2 separate regions of the Zea mays genome follow, and region 2 is linked to region 1. A link is a contact called in public Hi-C data. All regions are on one chromosome and are shown on one strand. Each heading gives the region's core, a stretch centred on a gene start, on an enhancer-like site or on the middle of the called end of the contact. The rest is flanking DNA. Distances are from core to core; before and after follow the strand shown. Region 1 holds the start of LOC100502480 (Auxin response factor 18). Region 2 overlaps LOC103626282 (zinc finger CCCH domain-containing protein 45).

Evidence for each region. Hi-C and Micro-C count contacts between places; a contact is called where the count stands out from the background.
Region 2: a contact with region 1 is called in a Hi-C map of ear, with 2.5 times the contacts expected there. The contact joins the enhancer-like site here to the promoter of LOC100502480 in region 1. A contact is called at or near these places in 6 of 25 Hi-C or Micro-C datasets (bundle sheath, ear, leaf and 1 more).

The regions. Positions count from the first base shown.
Region 1 is chr5:43,785,499-43,793,222 of Zm-B73-REFERENCE-NAM-5.0, reverse strand. It overlaps LOC100502480 (Auxin response factor 18), which reads right to left and starts at 3,163. Exons shown (of 15, transcript NM_001346802.1): 1 at 2,813-3,163; 2 at 2,361-2,727; 3 at 1,610-1,728; 4 at 1,360-1,458; 5 at 1,214-1,270; 6 at 964-1,119; 7 at 760-844; 8 at 574-664; 9 at 290-454; 10 at 97-219. The coding sequence starts at 2,418.
Region 2 is chr5:43,939,775-43,947,498 of Zm-B73-REFERENCE-NAM-5.0, reverse strand. LOC103626282 (zinc finger CCCH domain-containing protein 45) reads left to right here. Exons shown (of 7, transcript XM_020538318.2): 6 at 965-1,051; 7 at 2,450-3,557. The coding sequence ends at 3,220. Among protein-coding and RNA genes, the nearest start is that of LOC103626282, 14 kb to the left of the region's middle. Within about 2 kb of position 2,903, at least 20 of the 20 cell types and tissues checked have an H3K27ac peak or open chromatin away from gene starts, as enhancers often do. A contact at or near this core is called in bundle sheath, ear, leaf and 1 more, where this site is marked.

The DNA.
Region 1 (7,724 bases), core at 1,914-4,413:
ATGTGTAGGAAAATGGTAGAGAAAGAAAAATTAAAATGGCAAATTAACTAACAGTTTAAACATACAAGGTGAAGTTGCAAACAGATTTGAACTTACCTCCTAACGCTAGACTCTTCTGTCTCAAAAAGCATCCTGAATCGCATCCCCACAGATATGCGGGTATGATACACAGCCTTAACATACTTTACGAGTGGTATGACAAACTCTGAAGGGCTTGCCCTGCAAAAGCAACTGTTAAAACAATTGACAGGAAAAACGTCCAAACAATAAGTGACTACAAATGTTCTACCTTGGGTTGTAAAAAATTGTAAATCGGCTATTTGTCGAAGCAGCATGAGCAGCTGCAGCAAGAAGACCGATATGCATGCTATCGCTTGATAAGACTGAAGATGGCATGACAGTTTGTGGCCGATTTGCACGACGAATTCCCAGCAGAAGCTGGTTATTGTCATTCCTGACAAGGCAATGAGACATAAAATCAACCAAAAAGAAACTATCTGATGGGCAGGAGACAAAAGAGAGAGAGGACAAGTGAGTGTTTGGAATGCCTAAAGTATGAACATCAGAACATACCAGATAAAAAGGACAGAGTCGCCAGCAACGAGTCTCTTTGCACTTACAAAGACACTCCAACCTGTAGTTAGAAGATGCCGCTTTGGCTGGCCTGCATCAAGGACGGTATTTTGAAGGTTATGCAATAGCCCTTACTGTTGAATGCACAGCGAAAAGAGTGAAAAGGAAAAAAGAAAAATTGCTCACCACGAAAGATGTGACGGAATTTCCACTCATTGCCATGAAGATCTTTTGCCATCAACTCCTGGCATGGGGGTTGCTGGGTGAAATCCTACATAGTATTTGGCAAATTAGATAAATCTAAGGAAACATAAATATTTGAGAAGTTCACTTTCTGCAACAAAATCAACATAAATAATGAGCTTGAAACTTGAGAGAAGTAGCACATACCAGTGGAGGAAACACTTTCTCAGCTGCTCGACGGGGAACGGAGAACCCACCATGGGTACTGGTATCACTTGCTGTTAATGTTTTGCAGAAATAGTTTGTTGGCTGTTTATTGGCCGAACCTAATTCTGCAGGTAAATATGGGTCCTTCAGTTCTTGCTGCACAAAAAGCAAGCCAAAGATTACTCTCCGTAGATCCCAAGAGAAGTTTGCATGTTATATGGCACAAATAGGCAGAAACAATGTAATTTACCGGGTTGAGTGGTTGTAGTGTCATCTGTGCATATACCTCATCTGTCTCTGCATCAGCCTGAAAGAAGAGAAAAAAACACAGATAATGAAACAGAAAACTAAGGTTACCCGGCTTAAGGAGAAAGTGTTCCGAGGCTCCAAGCTTACATGCATCGTCACATTATGAAGTTGGCATATAAGCTGTGGCGGCAGATTAGGATAGTTGGGGATCTGAGACTCTATTTCCTTGTTTGTTGATGCTGCTACCTGCAGTAGAAATTCACCAAGAACTTTGTAAAACAGGGAGAAATTCTGGAGTCTTGAAAATACAGGCAGAGGCTAATTGGGGGTTCGAGCTTGACAGCCGAACTGGAAGAGGACATAGGATTCACGGGCATGGTGAGCATTGTGCACTAACCTGCTCGCTGTGGCCCTGAGGGAAGTACACAACTCGGCTACCCACCGCGGGCAAGGAAACAAGCGGGCCGGCACAAGCATGCCACAACTCCGAGTTCAGGCACTTGTGCTCCTCCACAGCTGTAATGGCACAAGTATTTGTTTGTTTTGAGCACAAGATTCAGTACTGCAAGTTTCTTCAGCAACGAAATATCAAGGGAGAACAAAACTGGGGACAGGCTTATGCCAACAAAAAAAAATGTTTCAGAAAGTAGATGGTACTACATAAATTCCAATTCTAAGTGCAAAAAATTGAGAATCAAGATGGGGTGTTAACTTATAATAAGTGTCCTTAAACTGGAGGGACAAGGGAACTATTTTTACAGCTTAATCGAAAAAAAAAACAGTCGGAGAAATATCATGAAATCAACATGCAGCAAGAACTAGTAGACAAAAGGACCAAAATCGAAAGAACAAACGGTTTCCAGTTTGTGACAGCAACACCTTCAAAAGAAACCATCAAAACAAATCCAGATAAACCTCGCAAATCAAACACGTCGGCGCTGGGTCGCTGCTACGGGATCACCCGGCCACAGAGCAGGTTTAAAGCAGAGGCATTTAGTAACAAAACAGAAACCAAATAGCAGTCCTACAACTCCAACTGAAACTCAATACGGAAGAGGAATACAACGAACGGGGAAGGAAGTGCATTAATGAACAAGACAACAGCGAGAGAAATCGAAGTCGGCGCAGCAGAGCAGGCAAAGGAGTACCTTCCGGCGAGCCCGGCTGAGCCGGCAGGACGCTGCCGGACGACGACGAGAGCCTCATTTCCGCCCGTTGCCGAAGAAACAACCGGGTCGCCGATCTGAGGGCGGTACAAGAGCCGGCAAAGGACGGGAAGAGGAAGGAAAGGTTCCTCCTTTCCAGGCCAAATCACAGCGCCTTCCCGAAAACCATTCGCTTTCCCAGTCCCTCCCCCTCCTCGCCAAGTCACCGCGAGAGGGCAGGGAGCCTCCTCTCTCTCTCACACACACACACCTTTTTTTCTCTTCACCGCGCGCCGCGACCGCGGCTCTCGAAGATTACCGCCACCGGCGCGGCCGGCGCCCAAGCAAGCGCAAGCGCAATCTTTCCCTTGTACAATCAGAGGAGCACAAGTCAGTTGCTTGGTGTGGCTGGCTACGATGTTTGAGCAGCGCGAATGCGCAGAGCAAAAGCTTATCTTGTCCCGGAGCCGAGAGACCCGGCTGCTGCCGCCTCGGCCGCCGCCGCCACCGATGGAGTCGATCGATTAGGGGAGGCGCGGCGTCAGATCCCGAGGTCCTTCGAACGCGGTTAGCGCCGCGCTCCAAGCGCCCCGGCCGCCGCCCTCCGGCAGATCCGCCCGGCGCCGGGGAGGGGTGCCAAGAGCATGCTCGCCGCCGCTTCTGCTGCTGCGGCTGCTACTACCACGTCTACGACGCAGAGGCTGGGAGAGGGGCTAGCTGGAACAGTTGCAGCCGCCTTGCAGGGCAGGGAGGGAGAACTGGAGAAGCGCGCGCGTCCCTATGCTTGGTGCTCTGGTATGCTTTCGCTTGCTCGCTGCGTCTCGTTGCTTCTTCACCCCCTCTCCCCTCGGTCTCCGCTCGCTTCCGGCTGGCCGCTGCTACTCCCAAGTTTGTTCTCGGGGTTTTAACCCCCCACGAGTGGTGCTCCTCTTTTTCAGCTTTGCTCTTGCTATGCCTATGCTATGCTCCCCCCTTCTCTCTCTCCTCCCTTGCGTGATTTTTCTTGTCAATTCTCTATGTCCTTGCTTCTGTAGAGTACGGCTACTGGTTCAGTGGCTCTGTGCCTGCGCTGCGCTGCGCCGCGCGCGACGTGCAGTCGCACATGTACAGTGCTCCGCGTGCCGCACTCCCGACCCCCCCCGTCACGTCCTCATCTTGTGGCGTGCTGATTGATGCCTGGCAGGTGCTTAAGTCTCACTGATCTCCTATTATGCCTGCACTGACTGACTGGTACGGAAGCAAGATTAGCATGCCGTTGCCATGTACTTACTGTGCTGTGCCGGTAGCAGAGTGCTAGCGTGAGAAGCAGCTCGTAGTCGCATGCTGTTGGCGAGTGCAGGAATCGTCCTGCTCTACTACTACTCGCTCTCCCCTCCAACACTTTCTTCTTTTTGACTTGCAAGGCTGTGGTAGTAGTAGTACCGTACGAGTACGATGCCTGCACGCACGTGTACGTCTGCCTGTGGTAAATTTTGATTGGACTGGTGACTGGCTGCATAGTCGCAGTAAAATTCGCCGACAGCAACCTCACTGACGACGACGATCCATCCATCCACCCGTGTCTGAAGCCTGAGCTCAGCATCGAACCTGCTGCTAGTGCTAGCTGGTAGAGTAGTAGCTGCAGCTATAGCACTGCAGTAAATAGCCCGCCGTCGTCAATGAAACCTGCACGCCAATAGCCCGCCGTCGCCGATAGAAAACGGTGAAAGTGAAAGGAACGTGAGCTGTTAATGAAGTGCCTGAGCCGAAACAGAGAAATGGCAGAAGCCAAAAGTAAAATAACCGCGGGAACGAACCTGCTGGGACGCAGAAATGGCAGCCCATATGGTCCCTAGTACTCCCTTCCTGGCTCACGAGCCACGTCCAAGATCCATCCAGGCAACCACCAGGGCGACGCCGACGGAGGCGAGACGGACGGATCAGTCGATGGCGATCGGCGGCGCCGGCCGCGAGCCGCACACGTTTTGGTTGGTTCCTTTCCTTCTCTTTCTTCTCGTTCCAGTGGACCGGAGCGGAACTGTTCCTGTCGACCAACAGCTGAAGACAGAGGCGTCCACGACCGAGACCGTGCGGCGTATTATACGCGCGTCCTCCTATACGAGGAGCGTACAGGGAATCCGGAACCTGAGAATTAACACCACGCTTTGGGCTGGCTGGGCACTGTGATGATGACTCGGAGCTGCTCGGTCGTCGTCCTCGTGATGCCGGCCGATGGGCGATGGCTCTACGCCTCGACCTGGGGAATCTTTTCTCTCACTTTTTTTCCTTCTAATTCTAAGAAAGTAATAATATAAAGTCCATTACTACGCGGCTATTACAGTACAGCAATTGTGACTCCTATATCCGTGGTCGTGTCGTGCAGGTGAACGACATACGGGCTTCTTCCTTGGTCCATGCTATTTCTAGCATGTCAGGAATCGTTGACCTGACCCAGCCTACCCTTCCATTTTATTTTATACATATCATCATAGTCATAAGTATTATTATTTTCCCCTTTGCACGGCGGGGACACCTTGACACAGATTCGTATAGCAAATATATATATCTCGTTCGGAGATGTCCAAAATTCATTCATAAAACAAGGGCGGCCAGCACAGACAGACTCGAGGAACGACGACGACGACAAGCTCAGTCGCTCGTCCGGCCTGCTTAAAAAATTAAAAATAGCAGGAGATGGACCTCCGAATAGGGTATTCTTTCAGGCACCGGCCGTGCTATACCGTGGATTCGTGCACATGCATGCTCATTGTATAAGGAGTACTATAGATGAAAACACACATAAATTCCATGCCAAACTGTATGCATGCTCCAGTCCAGCCCCGGCCTCCAGCGGGGGTTCGGTTCGGGCAGTGCAGGAAGCAACAAGCCACCCCCTTGGTCCATGCCCCGCCCGCTCACGGCTCACGCCTTCCGCGCCGCGGCACGCGGTGACACACACGGGCGGCGGGCGCTGACGGCAACCGCGCGCATACGTCCTCGCTCGCTTCCTTTTGCTCTTGCCGGAGCATGAGAGAAACGTCCCAGCCCCGTACGTGTCGGCGTCGGCCGGCCTGCTTCAGGCTCGGCCTCGGGTACGTCCGTCCAGTCCTGGCGCCGACGGGGGCACTGCCGGCTGCTCGATCCTGCTCGGCCGCCCTTCTGCGAGAGATCCGAGCGCCCCCCCCCCCCCCCCCCCCCCCCCGGCCGTGTTCCGGCAGACCGGCACGTACGTACAGCTGGCAGGTCCGTCCAAGGGACATGTGTCCACTGCACGTCTGCACCGCACCAGCCGGTTGCCCAGAGATGATCCGTCGTACGTCGCGGGTCGCGTTGAGTGGTGACGACCGAGAGCTAGCTAGCGTCCGTCGGCGCCGCGCCGGGGGTCCTAGCTTGCTTCGGACGTTGTTTGACCGTCTTTATGAGGTCTACCTGGGATAGATAGATAGATAGATAGATTGGCGTTTGGGTGTTGTGCTTTCAGGGACGTTGGATGGACGCTCGATCGCTCTCGTTCATCAGTGCCGATCGGAGGCAGCGACCATATATATGAGCAGATTACAAACACCAAGCTTTTGTGCCGGCGAGGGCACGGCGACGGATCTTGGACGTGGTGTACGGTGTGTACCGTACGTAGCTTGCATATGCATATACAATATACTCCAGCTCTCTATGACCGAGCACTGCATGCAGTGCGCGCGCGGTATTGTTTATCTACAAGTACACATGGTCTGGCGAGCCATCCATAACTGTAAACAGGGAAATATCCGGCGGCCTAAGCCGTGGGCCCTAATTGTGCGTTTAGTTGGAGAGTCGAATAGAATAGAGTGGCTCCATTCCAGTATTTGAGAATGGAGCCGTTCTATTACGCGTTTGGCAAAAAGAACAGAGTCGTTCTATTTTTTATTTGGTTGAAGAGTAAAATAGAGTGAAGCCGTTCCATTCTTTGTTTGGTTCGAGAGCCATATGGGTGTAGAGGGGAGGAGAGGAAGGAGAGCGCTCACATCTGGGAGAGCGCTCGCATCTGATCGTTTTTATGGAGCGGGAGCGTTCCAACTACTTATAGTAAATTTCCATATGGAGATCCAGGAGCCGCTCCGCTCTTATTTTGTTGGAAACCAAACATCCACAAAATTAGAATGGAACCATTCCATTCTTCCACACTCCTCAATCAAACGCACCCTAAGTCGATGGACATAGACTCTATACTATCGGAAATTAATTACTTATTTTCGACAGGCTTTCACTACACGACGGTTGATCTTTAGCGACCCTTATTAGGTACCAACTGTTGGTTGCTAAAGGTTACATAAGAAGCTGGAGTGCTTTTGTGAAGGCTTTTGCGAATCACTTGAAGCGTTAGGACTTTTGTGAATGATTTTGTAAAGTGTTTGCAAATATGTGCAAAACATAATAACATATGTAGGTTTTGTGAATGATTTTGTTGTGGTGCTTGTTGATGGTTTATGTGATGTGGATTTATTATTGTGCAATACTAATTAAATTTGTATATCTATGTGATTATATATAACAGTTGTTTAATGCTAATTAATGGTATATTATCATTATTAACGACTATATCGAAGGGCAACTTTCTGTTGGTTGCTAAATGTATAGTATAACGACTCACGATTGGTTGCTAAATCTATCGTACAACAACTCACGGTTGGTCGCTAAATATATAATATTAGCAACAGACGGTCGGTCGCTAAAAAGATGTCGGTCGCTAAAGCCTTTAGCGACGGCACTTACAGCGACCATCCTTATAGGTCGCTAAAAGTTTTTAGCGACCAACCGTAGGTCGCTGAAGGTCGTTTTAGCAACCAACCGTAGGTCGCTGTAAGTGAACCGTCGTGTAGTGTTTGAGTCTACATCCGATGACACGGGTCCATCAATTCTAAAAAGTTGGAAATAAAGTTATCTCCGACGGTAGCCCGACAGTCGTCGGGCTGTCGAAGATACGTTATGTCTAACAGGCATCAGGAGGGCAGTTAAACTGGGTAACGTCCAGAGTTATGTCCGACGGTCTACATGATGGTCGTTCGACTTAAGTTGATAGTATGTCTGACATCCCACTAGTAGCCATTGGATGTCCGACATCCACAACTAGGACGTCAGACATAATAAATTCCAGTGAGGTCAAATTTTTCCATGAATTTTTTTGAGTTTTACAATTCACAAAATAACATATTTTATACACAACGGATTCATCGATAATATCAATACATACATCCACAATCACACATACATCAATTCACACATTCATATTCCTATTTGCAACACATTTACAACCATATATATACACTACCGGAATCAGCTTCTTTGCCGTGTGTTCTAAACACACGGCAAAGGCTATTTTACACTCGGCAAAGCCTTTGCCGAGTGTAACAC
Region 2 (7,724 bases), core at 1,654-4,153, 150 kb before region 1:
TTGAACCACGCATATGCTGTTCATCCTTAGTCTCGATTTATATTTCATCAGAGGTTATAATATTTTTTACGTTTGGCTCCGCCGAAGTGTCGTTTTTTCATCTGGCTTGCTGCCCATAATAGATGCAGGACAAGACAGCAGATCGATTAGCTAAGAAATGCCTAAACCACCATGAGAAATGTCTGCTATGTGACTAAGCTGAAGAAACTCTTGATCATCTTCTGGTGGCTTGCTCCTTCTCGAGAGTCTTTTGGTACCAGCTTTTCCGGAAATTTGGGCTTCACTCCCTAGCCCCCCAGCCGGCGGTCACCTCTTCTTGAATTGGTGGGAGGAGGTTTCAGAGGTGGTCTCAGGTGTCACCAGAAAAGGCCTTAACTCCCTTATTATCCTGGGTGCTTGGACTATTTGGATTCATCGGAACAAAATTGTCTTCGATGGATTGTCTCCTTGCCTCACCTATATCCTTGCTTGGGCAGATGAGGAGAGAAGTCGTTGGGAGGCAGCTAGGGCGAAGGGCCTATGTTCTCTGGCTGCTTCTGCAGCTGCTCCCTAGGGTGGTGTGTTGTTTGTTCCTTTCACATGATGAGTTCTTTTTTGTATGCTATTTTCTGGCCCCTGTGAGGAGGCCTGCTGATGTTTGGTCTACTTTAGACCTTTTTTCCTATCTTCTTAATATATAATATAAAGGGGCGCAGCTCTCCTGCTCGTTTTTGAGAAAAAAATTAAATATCAAACTTTTGTACACTTTATATGATGATTAAAACACTAGCTGAAAATGTAATCTTGCCGGAAGGATATTCAAAATTAATGTAGGCCAGAAAGAAAAGTAACAAAAATTCTAGTGCTATGCACACACTGATGATTGACTAGATTGTTGAAATCGTATACTTTTTTAATATATATATCTGCATTCTCGATTTTTTTTCCAGAATTTAATTTTTGAGTTCACTTCTGATTACTGCAGATCAGCAGAGATTGCCAGGAACTAGAACCTTTCGTTGGTGAGCAGTTGGCTTCTCTGCTTTATCTGGAGCCAGACAGTGAACTCACGGTAGGTTATGCATTTTACTGCCTATTTATCTTGTTTTTAATATTCTCATTACCTTGCTGTTTTCTTAAGCAGGCATATCAACCTAGTCCATTGCAACTACAACTGACAGCTAGGATTTGGGGGGTGTTTAATCTTGAATGCATTAGAGCTAATAGTTAGTGGCTAAAATTAGCTGGAGACATCCAAACACCCTAGCTAATTGTTCAGCTATTAGCTATTTTTAGTAAATTAGTTAATAGTTAGCTAGTTAATTCCACTAGCAAATTGTTAGCCAACTAACTATTAGCTCAGTGCATTCAAACACCCCCTTGGTCTAGTCACATTTGAACACCATTTGCTGTGTTTCTTAACTCTAAACTAGTTTTGTACTCCCGCTGTCCCATAATCCCATAATATAAGACATAACCATTTTTTATTCTTGTCCCATGATATAAGGGGTGCTCTCTCTAGACACACGTGCATCGACGCAGTAGTACTAGTGTTGATAGAGATAATTAAATACATTTATTGTTCTTTTATCCAGAGGTGGTTACGTCTTATATACTGGGCCGGAGGGATTAATTGTCAAATCATGGTTGTGGGTGACCATAATTGTCAAATCATGATTCATATAGCGGGGCTGTGCTAGAAAAGAGATGCAAGTGTTAGAATCCTGCCTATATGGCTAGGATAGTTAGATCGATCTCTATTTGGCAAGGATTTTCGTTGATACATAGATTGATCTCTATTAGGTAAGGATCTCAGTTGATTGGTGTTAGAATCTCGCATGTATAGCTAGGATAGATAGATTTATCTCTATTAGACAAGGATCTCTATAGATCGATCTCTATTAGGCAAGGATCTCTGTTGATTGGTTCAGTTTTTATTCTTGCCTATATATGTGTAACACCATATCTTCTACAATACATCGATAACCTTTCTATCAGGCAGCCCTCGCCTCGCAAGCCTGTCCGCAGTCCAACAGCGATCATGTTGTATTTGGTTCTCTTTGGACCATTTTTCTTCTTAATATATTAATACACAGCTCTCCTGTGTATTCAATAAAAACCCTTTCTATCAGGAAGATATTGCTAAAAGTTACAATATTTCTTTACGCTAAAGGTTCATTCTAATGGAGATAATGGCTACTTTTAGATTGACTAAAATTGAATAATGACACATCATATCTCTTCATGGACTAAGGACTAACAATGCATATACACTGGCTCTACTACAAGCAGCAGCATACAGCTGCACATGTTAGTCGGTGCTAGTGGTGTTTTGCTTAAAGAGATGGCATGGCACATTTTTTGTCAGAAGGCCTGGTCCACTTGTGTTTACTTAATATATATTATTTGTATTTTTCACTTGGTTTAAGTGTCTATTTCCTGTGTCTGGTGTTTTTGAATATGGGTTCAGGCTATGCTAATTGCAGCAGAGGCCAAGCGAGAGGAGGAAAAAGCAAAGGGAGTGAGTGCTGATGAGGCAGCTGATAATCAAGATATTGTGCTGTTTGATGACAATGAAGAGGACGAGGAAGAGGAAAGCGAGGAGGAAGAAGGCAACGCCCAAGAGTCTCAAGGAAGGGGAAGAGGAAGGGGGATGATGTGGCCGCCTCAAATGCCGATGATGCGTGGGGCAATGTTGGCAGGGCGTGGCTTCCCTCCTAACATGATGGGTGATGGCTTTGGTTTTGGCGGCGGTTTCGGCATGCCTGATCCATTTGGCATGCCACGCGGCTTCCCGCCATTCGTTGGCCCAAGGTTCCCTGGTGACTTTGCTAGAGGCCCGATGCCAGGGATGGGTTTCCCTGGCAGGCCTCCGCAGCCTTTCCCTCTGGGTCTTGACATGATGATGGGTCCTGGCCGTGGTCCGCTGATGGGAGGCATGGGAATGGGTGGGCCTGGACGGCCTAATCGTCCCATGGGTATGGCGCCCTTCATGCCCCCGCCACCTCCAAATAACCGTGCTGCGAAGCGGGAGCAGAGAAGGCCAGGGGGTGACCGAGGGGACAGGTTTGAAACAGCATCAGCATTAGACCAGGGCAGCAGGGGCCATGATAACACTGGAAACCCTGGAGCAGATGGAGCCAGAGCCCAGTCTGGAGACAGGTACGGTAGAAGCGCCCTTCGGGACGATGACAGCGAGAGCGAAGAGGAGGCCGCTCCCAGGCGATCAAGGAAACGATAGAGCGTCTCTGACATTTCATGCTGTTACTTGAAATGAGATGTACTGTTGAAAGATGAGTAGATTGTCTTCACCCAGATTAGAGCTAAGATAATGAAAATGTGGATTGTGTATAACTGTATGCTGTCAAGTGACATTGGTAGTTGAATTTTTCTTAGGCGGAAAAGGCAGCCGGCTGAGATTATTCTTCCGGAGGTGCATCACAGTATATGACTCCAGTTAGGAACGGGTAGAATAACGTTGGCATGAACTATCTGTTTAAGAGCTTGTTCGTTTCAACCAACTATCTGTTTAAAATTCTTTGCTAGTCAAAATTGAATAGAAATAAAAGATTTAATTCTCCTCAATTTCTTCCATGCAATCGAAGAAGAGTTCAATTTAGTCCTGACCTAACAAGCCTTAACGTGTAGTAAGTTAGTAACGGTTGAGAACTACGTTATCACGGATCACCCGATCCGCTCCCTTCCCTTCCGTCAGCAGTAGAGGCGCAAGAAGTTGTAGAAGACCCGTATCCCTTCCCAGAAGCACGACAGTGAAACACACGAGACACATGATGTAGAATTGGGCCTCTGGCTTCTTTCTCTTCTCTGTCATATGAAGGGGTGTACATGTTCCTTATATAGAGATGTGAGACCCCTCAGGGGCAAAGCCGATATTCGCCCACATAACCCTAACTAGGGTTACTTAACACTCCCCCTTGGGCGAATACCACGACCAACATATGCCTCGTTAAAACTCCGAAAAACCCAGTGGAAAAAATATGGAGAAAGAGTGCATGGTGATACAAATTGCATTTGCACTTTGTTGCCTCGTTAAAAACCTCATGTGAGAAACTTCAAGAAAACTCACCAAGGGAAAAGAGTACAACAACTGTCATCGGGACAGATTTCGATCCTTTGGGATCTAGATTCTATCGAATCTTCTACAAGGGCTAACTTTAGAAATGTGCTCCCCCTGATCCTTGCAAAACTATATCAATAATGCAAAATATCTTCTTCTAGAAGTATATGCACATAAAGATTTAGCAAACAGATTGCATATCCTTGCAAGGACTATTTCAGGAACTTTACCTCTACTCACTTTTAGGATATACGAGGTAAGTGCACGTATCAATATAAATAAACCACTTTGACTGATGGTGTTCGATCGACTAGATCTATATATTTAATAGAAAGTTCCATAAAGGTTCACATATTGATCATCAAACTCACGCCTTCAGGGCATAGAATATGACATTAATTGTCTCACGATTGTGATCAATATAAGCATTCGCTCCCCCTGACGATGACATCTGTCAAAGTCGTTATCCCTCATAACTCAAGCATATTCTTCAAGATATATGTCTCATTGTTCATCTGGAATAACGAGAATGGATGAGGTTGGGGTGCTATCATTTTCTATCTTACACCACAATTTATACATAGTTGTGCAAAGCAAATAACATGTCCTTCAATAGGACTTAGGGGATAATATAGTTACAATAGTACATATTCTAAATATGACACATCGCTCCAGGCGTTCATCCATTGCAACATCTATGATGGTGTATCAAAAGTCCATCGAAGATCGTAATCCATCAGGGATTTTTCATCGATCAGATACATCGTTATAGTCTGTCATTCTGGCATAATGGGGATACTTTGCCAGTAACACCTAAACCTTATAGGTTTCTGCCATCGTGGCTTTAGAGGATATCGTAATTCCACATCTAGTGGAAAATACCATGAGTAAAGCTCATGAAATGCACATGTGCTTATTCGGTGAACTTCAAGTCCTTTGGTACCTCATCTTATTCCTTTTCGGGTCTGTACGGGTCTTTATCCCTTGATAGGGATTATCAAACTTTGGTGTTCAACACAGACTTTGTTTCTTCTGGATAGGTTCCATCTGGGAACGATAGTCTCAACTACGAGATATTCTCCCTAAATAGGAGAGTGATCATTCATCAGGAATGTATTATTCGGTATGAGATTTATATGTTGCATATTTATAATTCAAATATATGAGTCCTCCTAGGATCTCATGACGGATCTTCAGAATCCTATTAACTGCATATTTTAATTCATGCCATTTGCCAGATATATTACATAGCGGAACAGTGGTTATTCAACACATATGTTGGATGGGTCTCTCACAAGACCACTTGAACCATCGCATTCACCACACATTATTTCAATAGTGCCCATAAATGTCCGAACTTCAAGCTCGTGACTTTCATTTTGCGATTATTGGTTCAACCTCGATCGCATTTATCAATGACCCGATAAGAGAGCTTCAAGCACTCGTGCCTAGGACTTTGTTTTGGATCCATTTGCAATCTAGAGAGGCAAGATAGATGTCGACACATTTGTCTCCCACATTTAATAATGATCTTCGTCATTTCCCAAAAACGAAAGATTCATTGTTCCGTATTCCTAGCACAATGATATTGCGCGCATTGCTAGGAACTTCATCATCAAGATGAACCTCTTCGTGAGGCAAATTACCAGCAGGGCGAGTTCGTCGGAGGAGAGTTATTATAGACCACGTGAATCTGCAATCATAACATATGCTTCGACTAAGGCTAATGAATCATATTCGCAGGCGTCCTCGAGAATAGATCAAATGCCAATAAGTCAAATGTGGATATGATATTAATCCAGGGTATATCCACATCTACATCAGGTAGAAGCATTCAAACCAATATGGTTAATCCTCAACGATTTCTGGCAAACTCCATATACACAGGAGTACACACTGAACGACAGGTTCAGTTTGGATTTTGCGCGTTTAATAGAATATTGAGACATTACATTATATGGGCATTCCTCCCCCTAATGCCGAGATGTTCTAAAAGCATACAGATAAAATTCCCAACCATAATCATCCAGTTGTGGGCAATGTATGCTATTGTGGTGATTTATTTGGGAAATCTTACGCACATTACAGATAGGGGTTTTATGCAGTGAGCTTTGAACTTAGATTAATGTAGTGGCATGAATACTGTCGGGGACCATAATTAGGGGTACCCTCAAGGCTCCTAATTCTCAGCTGGTAACCCCCATCAGCATAAAGCTGCAAAGGCCTGATGGGTGCGATTAAGTCAGGAATCGGTCCATACGAGGGACTCGATCACGCCTTGCCCGAGCCTGGCCTCGGACAAGGGCAGCCGACCCCGGAGGATCTCCGTCTCGCCCGAGGCCCCCCTCCAGCGGCGAACGTGTTCCCGGCTCGCCCGAGGCCCTGTCTTCGCCAAGAAGCAACCCTGACCAAATCGCCGCGCTGACCGACCAAGCCGCAGGAGCATTTAATGCAAAGGTGGCCTGACACATTTATCCTGACGCGTGCCCCCCAGCCGACAGAGCCGAAGTGACTGCCGTCACTTCGCCGCTCCACTGACCGGCCTAACAGAAAGACAGCACCGTCTGCGCCGCTCCGACTGCGGTGCCACTCGACGGAGTGAGGCTGATAGGCAGTCAGGCCCGGTCGAAGGCACCATAGGAAGCTCCGCTTCGCCCGACCCAGGGCTCGGACTCGGGCTAAGCCCCAGAAGACGACGAACTCCGCTCCGCCCGACCCAGGGCTCGGACTCGGGCTAAGTCCTGGAAGACGGCGAACTCCGCTCCGCCCGACCCAGGGCTCGGACTCGGGCTAAGTGGCTCGGACTCGGGCTAAGTCCCGGAAGACGGCGAACTCCGCTCCGCCCGACCCAGGGCTCGGACTCGGGCTAAGTCCTGGAAGACGGCGAACTCCGCTCCGCCCGACCCAGGGCTCGGACTCGGGCTCAGCCCCAGAAGACGACGAACTCTGCGCCGCCCGACCCAGGGCTCGGACTCGGGCTCAGCCCCAGAAGACGACGAACTCCGCGCCGCCCGACCCAGGGCTCGGACTTGGGCTCAGCCCCAGAAGACGACGAACTCCGCTCCGCCCGACCCAGGGCTCGGACTCGGGCTCAGCCCCAGAAGACGACGAACTCCGCGCCGCCCGACCCAGGGCTCGGACTTGGGCTCAGCCCCAGAAGGCGACGAACTCCGCTCCGCCCGACCCAGGGCTCGGACTCGGGCTAAAGTCCCGGAAGACGGCGAACTCCGCTACGCCCGACCCAGGGCTTGGACTCGGGCTTAGCCCCGGAAGACGGCGAACTCCGCTCCGCCCGACCCAGGGCTCGGACTCGGGCTCAGCCCCAGAAGACGACGAACTCCGCGCCGCCCGACCCGGGGCTCGGACTTGGGCTCAGCCCCAGAAGACGACGAACTCCGCTCCGCCCGACCCCAGGGCTCAGACTACGCCCCGACCTCAGCCGACGGTCTCCGCCTCGCCCGATCCAGGGGCTCGGACTCGACCTCGGCCACGGAAGACAGACTCGACCTCGGCTTCGGAGGAGCTTCCACATCGCCCAACCTAGGGCGCAGACCAGCCACGTCAACAGGAGACGCCATCATCACCCTGCCCTGAGCTGACTCGGGCCACAGGGAACAAGACCGGCGTCCCATCTGGCTCGCTCCGCCAGATAGGCAATGATGGCGCC